Regions from separate parts of the Mus musculus genome. Here region 1 is linked to region 2. The links are chromatin contacts, called in public promoter capture Hi-C maps. All regions are on one chromosome and are shown on one strand. The core of a region is the stretch at or near the end of the contact, and the rest is flanking DNA. Distances in the headings are between cores, read along the strand shown. Region 1 holds the start of Spen (spen family transcription repressor). Region 2 holds the start of Rps8 (ribosomal protein S8).

Region 1 (3,734 bases), core at 381-2,880, about 24 Mb after region 2:
CCAGGCAGCGCGCACCTCCCCCAGGCCTGCGGAGGACATCCCGGCAGGTTATGAATGGCCTCACTATACCCAGCTCCTTTTCACACGCGGGCACGCGCACACGCGCGCCCCGGAGGCGAAGATTTAATACCCCCGGTCAGAGCAACGGCCAACAGAATCAATGGCCCTCCATCAGAGAGAGAGAAAGGAAGGCGCTCACGCTTCCCAGGCCTCACCAAAGAGGTTCTAGACCGGGCGACACAACCCATTTTCCCAGGTTGACTCTAATGTGAGGACGTTCCTTCTCCTAATTATATTCCCTGCACCGACTGGATAGTGGGAATTCAGAGTACGCCCAACTTGGAACCTTCCAGGGTATTGGATATCAGGAGAAGTGAATTTCCACAGGCGATCGCAGATTTGCTACGTTCTTTCTCAATGTGCGGAAAGTATGAATAAATTCTCATTGTAAGTGGGGTTGCATGCTGAGGCCTCTACCAGTTACCCGGACACGCGTTTCTGGGAGCAAATAAGCGCTAAATGCTACCAACGGGTATGAAAAGCAGCATTTACTTCTTTTCCTTCCACAAGCAAAAAGTATTTAGAGAAACCGAAAAGTCATACCTAATCGCTAAAATTTTGCACTTTTTGGCTACTTCACTAACGAATTCGAGGTGAAGGGTCTATTGTAAAAAAAAAAAAAACAACAAACAAACAAAAACAAAAAAAAAAAACGCTCGGTCACCAGCGCGGCGCGGGAATGCATCCGCAGCGCCAAGCTTGGCGTTCGCGCTCCCTTCCCCGCGAGCTCCGGGACACGGGCAGCCCATTTAGCCGCCGCCGAGCGCCAGGCAGCCCGCTCCGCCCAGCCGCGCAGAGAGCTGAAGCATCCGCCGCTGCACGAATCTCCGGAGAGCGGCCACTGCTCCGGGTGCCTGCCACCTCCCGGTGCCGCACGATGCCAAGCGCGGCTGCGGCGTCCGCACAGCCCGGGCTCTGCGGGCGCTCGGGGCCCCGGCCAGTCGCGCTGGACTGCGAGGCGGCGCGCAAAAAGGCGATCCCGCAGCCCCCCAGCGCTCCCGCTCCTTCGGTGGCCGCACAGCAGCCGCCCGCCCAGAGCGCCGGAGCCAGCCGCGCGTCGCCGCTCTGCCGGTGGCCAGCAACGGGCCGGAGAGGCGCCCGAGGTGCCAGCGCGGCTCCGGGCCTCGTGTCACTCACCGTTTGAAATGCTCGATGATCTTCTCTTCCCGCACGTTCTCCGGTAAGTTTCCCACCCAGAGGTGCCTGGTTTCCCGGACCATGCTGGGCGGTGTGCCGGCGACCGCGGTGGCTGGCTCCCCCTCGCCGGCTTCGTACGCGGCCGTCAGCGCAGGGAGGCGGGCGCCGGGGCGGCGGCGGCGGCGGCTGCGGCGGTGGCGTCGGCAGCGGCGGCGGCTCCTCCGGCTCCCCCCGGTGCAGAGACCATCCCTCTCCCCCAGGTTCTGACTCTCGGGCCTCGCAGCTCCGCTCTGCCGCCACCAAACACCCGAAGCCGACCCTCGCGCTCCGGCGGCGCATGCGCGCGGGCGGCGGCGGGCGGGGGAGCGGGAGGAGGGGCGAGCGAGACCCGGGCGGCCGCGACTACGACGGAGCCGGCGCTGTGGCTGCCGGACGCTTCCCACCGGCGCGCGCGGCCCGCCTCCCGCCGCCTGGCCACCGCCCCCTGGCCGCGGGCGCGCGCGCGTCCTCCCGCCCCGACGCGGAGGGCCTCCCAGCCGGCGCGCAGGCGCGCGGAGCTCGGAAGGGGGAGGAATGCGGAGCCGGGAAGCGGCGCCCGCGCAGTCAGCTTAGTGCGCAGGCGCGCCGGAGGCCGGGAGGCCGGCCGCCGGAGGCGTCGGGGTGGGGGAGGATGGGGCCGCTTCTGCCTGCGGTCAGGCGTTGCTCTGGGGAAACACAAGAGAACCCGGTTAGTTTCCACGCCAAGAGGTTTCTAGAGGCCAAAGTCCCTATGCCTGTCTGCCCTACGGCCCGCCCCTGACCATTTCCGGACGCCTAGATTCCCCGCCTGCTTGGGAAAGTGGTCGGGACCAGGCCACCCTTTTCACCGCCCAGACAAGGGACCAGCGCTGCAGAGAAACCCATCCCTCCCAAGAATCATTGGCTTGTAACATTAAGCAACTTTTTATATAGGAGCTTGCGAAACCTTCTGCAAGATGTCTTTGCTCATGATTACAGTACACACAAGAATTAAAGCTGAAAGGATACAGACATTCCATACTGTTTCCCCTCGGAAGGTTTGGAATAGTTGGTTTTTTAAACAGAGAGTATTAGACCTCCGGCCCTTCCAGACTTTTGAAACTGGCAGTTGACCTTTCATGTAAGGCCGGCTTTCAGAAAGATAAAACCGCAAAAGGCCACTGTGGAGTAACAGAAAAAAAAAATCTTAACTCATTAAAACCGTCAGCAACTCATACTTTAATTTTTCATACACAAAAATAAAATGGTGCTTCGGGTACAGCCTACACTTTTTGTTTCGTTGTGCCCTTAGGGTCTACAAAGTGTGCAGTACACACAAATTAGGGTTCTACCTAAGGACCTCGCCCGCGTCCAACAAGGTGTGTTAATATATCACTAGGCTACATTCCCAGTTCTTGGTAGTGTTTTCTTTGTTTGGCTTAATTTGAAAGGGTCTTCCAGAGCCACTGTTTATATTTTTGAGAAAGGGTCTTATATAGCTCAGGCTAGTCTCACACTTCTAGTTTTGTGCCCACCTCTCAGGACTGAGACTGTAGACCTCGGCTACCATATAACTTCACCAACCGAACAGGCAGTATTTTGAATTGGAAAAAAATCATAAATAATAGCAATAATATTTGGGGTCACATAATTGTTTCTTTTGTTCCATAAAAAGTACTAGGGTTTATTTTTTATTATTTGTTCATTTTAGTCTGCCATATAGCCTAAGTTTATATGTATATAATATATCTTGATATATATATGTGTGTGTGTGTGTCTGTATATATGTATATATATATATATATATATCTTGATATATATGTGTGTGTGTGTCTGTATATATGTATATATATATATACATATATATCTTGAGATATGTGTGTGTGTGTGTGTGTGTGTGTGTGTGTGTGTAGTTGAAGCTGGAGTTAGGGATGGTTATGAGCATCATGTGCTAGCAACCAAACCTAGATCCCCTGCAAGAGGCATAGTGTCCTCAAGCATTGAGACACCCTCCCACCCTCTTCTTCATTTTGAGACTGGGTCTCACTATGTAGCCCAGGCAGTCTTCTTGCCTCGTCTCCTTAAAACTAGATTTTTAAACAATAATTTATTTCATGTGCATTGGCATTTTGCCTGAATGTGTCTGTATGAGGGTGTCAGATCCCTTGGAACCAGAGGTATAGACACTTGTGAACTGCCATTTAGATGCTGGGAACTGAACTCAGGACCTCTGGAAGAGCAGACAGTGCTATTAATTCCTGAGCATGAGCCATCTCTCCAACCCTAAAACTATATATTTATATTTTTATTATTTTTTTTTTTTTACAAAATATCCTCCTAGATTAGCCAGAGGGTTTGTTAATAGTAGTACTGTTGCCAGTCCTGGTGGCAAGGTCCTTAATCCTAACACTTAGGGGACAGAGGCAGGACTATCTCTGTGAGCTCTAGAACAGTCATAGCTATATAGAGACAACCCTGTCTTTAAAAAAAAAAAAAAAATCTGTCCATCAGAAAACTCAGCAGGTAAAGGTGGCTTGCCA
Region 2 (3,804 bases), core at 963-3,462:
CAGCTCCTTGCCTTCGAGCACATAGCCGTCTGCTCTGCCACACTGGCCTGGTCGTGAGGCAATACAGGCTGAAAGAGAACAGGCAGTCTTCAGTAAAGGACAAGACACTCCACGCCACCTGTAGAAGTCCACGCTGGCCTGACACCCAGGGGGCAGGCGTTGAAGGCCAACCGTCTCCTCAGATAACTTCATCCTCACTTAAGAGATCAGCAGCAGAACTGGACAAAGTTCTCATCACCGAGACAGTGCCGCATCATCCCCTGCCCCCAGCTACACAACCTGCTTTCCACCCACACAGCACGTTATTAGCCACCTACACTCACATGTACCCCACTGAACCAGGAAGGGTCCACCCACCCCAGCCCCACAGCCACCTCACCTAGAAGCTTGCCCTGCTGGAACTGCTCCTCCAGGAGGCTGCTGATTTTGGCATTCTTTTTCCTTTCATCGTATTTCTTTTGAATTTTCTTTGATCGTTTTTTGTTTAAAATCTCTTCCTCCTCAGGAGTCTGAATGAAAAGAATATGAATTGATTTGTCACCAGGAAAGTCACAAGCCTCCTTGAACCCCCCCCCCCCAAGTCGCCATGCTTGCCTTCTTCAGCACTAAAGTGTTCATCTCATTCCTTCAGTAGCAGAACTGGACAGTATTTTCATCACAAGAAGGCAGCACCCATCCCACCCCCAGCCAATCAACCCCTTACAGGAAGACAACGCACCAGCTTGGCCCCCTTCTTGCGGCCCAGGGGCAGTGCATAGTGGGACTCGTACCACTGTCGGTACGGCGTGCTGTCAATAAGCACGATGCAGTTCTTCACCAGGGTCTTGGTGCGGACAAGCTCGTTGTTGGATGCATTGTAGACAACATCAATGATCCTTGTTTTGCGAGTACAACCTGCATACAAAGAGAGATTCACAATCAGGGGCTGGGGCAGTTAATGTTTTTTTATTACTGAAATCTTTTTTTAACATTCTCTAGAAAGCACCTCTCATTGCAGGAGTTAAGAGATCAGAATATGGCAAAGAATTCTCCAACTACCTCAGGATCTTTCAGCAAGAACAAATTCAAATACTTCAACACCTACTTACACTCAGAGCCCCAGGAAAAGTTCCCCACATCCAATCTCAGGGCACGGTACTTCTTATTGCCTCCTCGAACTCGGACTGTGTGTATGCGGCGAGGGCCAATCTAGAGAACACAAGAAGGCCAGAACATGTGTCATCAAAACGAGTGGGGACTGGGAGAGGAACCCGAACCAGACGGAGGTAACAGTCAGTGTAACTATGACAAGTCCTTGCATTGGCAAGTGGTGTACAGGTGGCCAAGACGGCCATAACCACGCCTAAGGATACGTTTTCATCACCCTAGTTACCTCCAGAAAAAGCCAGACCCCCCCTAACACAGGAAGAACCCCAGTAAGGAACACACCAAGCTTGCAGCTCTCCCACTCCTAGGCTCCAGTAGACCCTAAGCTTGGAGATTAGGGTGCACAGACCCTGCACGTGGACACACTTCCATGTCCAGTCGCCAGCACCGAGAAACCTGAGCCTTACAAAGGTGATCACAGCCACTCGTGTTCCCCAGCAAACACGCTCTAGCGCAGGGGAAGGCAGCCTCTCCCAGTCGTCCTCCCCCCGACCCCCGCACGCACCTTCGTGTTGGCAGCGGGCCGTCCCAGCTCATACTTTCGCTTCTTGTGGTAGGGTTTTCGCTTACCCCCGGTCTTGCGGCGCTTGTGCCAGTTGTCCCGAGAGATGCCTGTGTGTGGGAGCGAGGACGCAAGCCTGAGCAACCGGGCCTCGCCGCCGGCCAATCAGCCCGCTCCCGAGCCCCGCGCTGCGCGGGCTGCCCGCACGCTCAGCTCTCCAAGGTTGGCTTCCCCACGACGCAGTCGGGAGTGTGCAGCATACCCAGGTGTCATCATCCGCGTGCGGCCCGGCCCGCGGCAGCCATGTTGGCCCGCTCGCAGCCCGGAGCCCCGGAGGCGGCCGCAGCGATCTCCACAGCCCTAGCCCACCGCAGGCCCTTGCCACGGCTGCCCGTGGCCCATGGTCGGGCCGAGCATGCGTCGGGAGGCAGGATGGAGACGGATGGAGCTCGCTCCCCCGCGGCCCGACCCGGCCCGCAGCAACACTCACCCATCGCTCGGCGCTGGCTGGAAAGAGGAAGCGCAAAGCTTCACGGTCCGGTTTCTAAAACTCAGCCCCGCCTTCTTTACGTCTCTTCCGGTTGCCGGGAAGGACCTGGGGCCGCGGCGAGCCTGGGACGCTGGCACAGGGGAGGGTCCTGCGGCGTGCGAACTCACGCGGACCCCGCCTCAAATCCCTTGACCTTGGGCGGTCTGGAGGGCGGGCTCCTTAAGCTGAGCTATAGGGCACACTTGCCTGCCTGTTGTGCTTACATTTTGTCCTTTAAATTTTTTTTTTTTTTTTTTTTTTTAAACCGGGCGTGGTGGCGCACGCCTTTAATCCCAGCACTCGGGAGACAGAGGCAGGCGAATTTCTGAGTTTGAGGCCAACCTGGTCTACAAAGTGAGTTCTAGGACAGCCAGGGCTATACAGAGAAACCCTTGTAAACTTGTAAAACCAAAAAAGAAAAAAGAGTAAAGGGCCCTAATTGGAAAAGTGAAGTAGTAGAAGCTCCAACGCTCTGTTCACAGGGGGACTTGACCCTGTATATGAACACACAAAATTCATGTGTATCTCTTACATGGCAGCAATTAGCAATCAAAAAGGAAATTAAAAACAGTTTTAGTTCTGGAAAGATTGGTACTGCAAACTGTGCTCAGGGTCTCTTCAAAAGCATCAAGTGCTTAGGTCGACTCACAGTTCCTGAAATTCCAATTCCAAAGTATCTGACAATCTGGTCTGGCCCAGTGGGTCAAACCTGAAATCCAGCACTGAGACAGAGAATTATCACCAGTTGAGGGCTAGCCTGAGCTAAAGAATGAGCTACTGCTCAGTGGGAGGAACAAGCGGCCGGCTGAGGAGAAACTGAGGCACTAGACACCCCTCCAAGTGAAATCAAAGCAGAGGACAGTGGGGCTCCGGCGTCAGACAAGATGAGAGCTCAGTCAGTACATTTTATTTCTTAAACTTAAACGTCGCCTTGAATGTCAGTGAACGTCTACTTTTAAAGGGACCTCTCACCTGACCGATTTCTTTTTGAATTTTAAACTTTAACTTCAAATGTTTTAAATTTTGATTCTGAGGTTTTTACTGCGTGTATCCGATTTTTTTTTTTTAAAGATTTATTTATTTAGTATATGTAAGTACACTGTAGCTGTCTTGAGACACTCCAGAAGAGGGCATCAGATTTCGTTACGGATGTTTGTGAGCCACCATGTGGTTGCTGGGATTTGAACTCCGGACCTTTGGAAGAGCAGTCGGCCCTCTTAACCACTGAGCCATCTCGCCAGCCCCCCCCCCCCCCACGATTTTACAGTTTTGAAGCGATTTTTTTGTTGTGTTTGTTTTTTTGGGGTTTTTTGTTTGTTTGTTTGTTTTGTTTTGTTTTTTTGAGACAGGGTTTCTCTGAATAGCCCTGGCTGTCCTGGAACTCACTTTGTAGACCAGGCTGGCCTCGAACTCAGAAATCTACCTGCCTCTGCCTCCCGAGTGCTGGATTAAAGGCGTGCACCACCACCGCCTGGCTTGAAGAGATTTTTAATTTTGTTTTAATATCATTTAATCATTTTAATATCATTTAAAAGTGTTCTTGAGCCAGGCCTGAAGGCACAAGCTTGTGATTTGCCTTCCAAGTGCTGGGATTAAAGCTGCATTACCACCCAGCTTTGTTTTTGTT

What was found. Promoter capture Hi-C pulls out the DNA fragments that hold promoters and counts their contacts.
Region 1: a promoter capture Hi-C map of cranial neural crest shows a contact between it and region 2. The contact joins the promoter of Spen here to the promoter of Rps8 in region 2.

What each region holds. Positions count from the first base shown.
Region 1 is chr4:141,536,967-141,540,700 of GRCm38.p6, forward strand. Spen (spen family transcription repressor) reads right to left here and starts at 1,631. Exons shown (of 16, transcript NM_019763.2): 1 at 1,198-1,631. The coding sequence starts at 1,280. It overlaps Gm4123 (predicted gene 4123), which reads left to right. Exons shown (of 2, transcript NR_166589.1): 2 at 1-451.
Region 2 is chr4:117,153,920-117,157,723 of GRCm38.p6, forward strand. Rps8 (ribosomal protein S8) reads right to left here and starts at 2,213. Exons shown (of 6, transcript NM_009098.2): 1 at 2,139-2,213; 2 at 1,652-1,758; 3 at 1,089-1,188; 4 at 719-894; 5 at 380-509; 6 at 1-68. The coding sequence starts at 2,142. Snord55 (small nucleolar RNA, C/D box 55) reads right to left here and starts at 1,929; the gene lies at 1,852-1,929. It overlaps LOC115490046 (a small nucleolar RNA gene), which reads right to left and starts at 1,370; the gene lies at 1,267-1,370. Gm22980 (a small nucleolar RNA gene) reads right to left here and starts at 243; the gene lies at 174-243. It also overlaps Snord38a.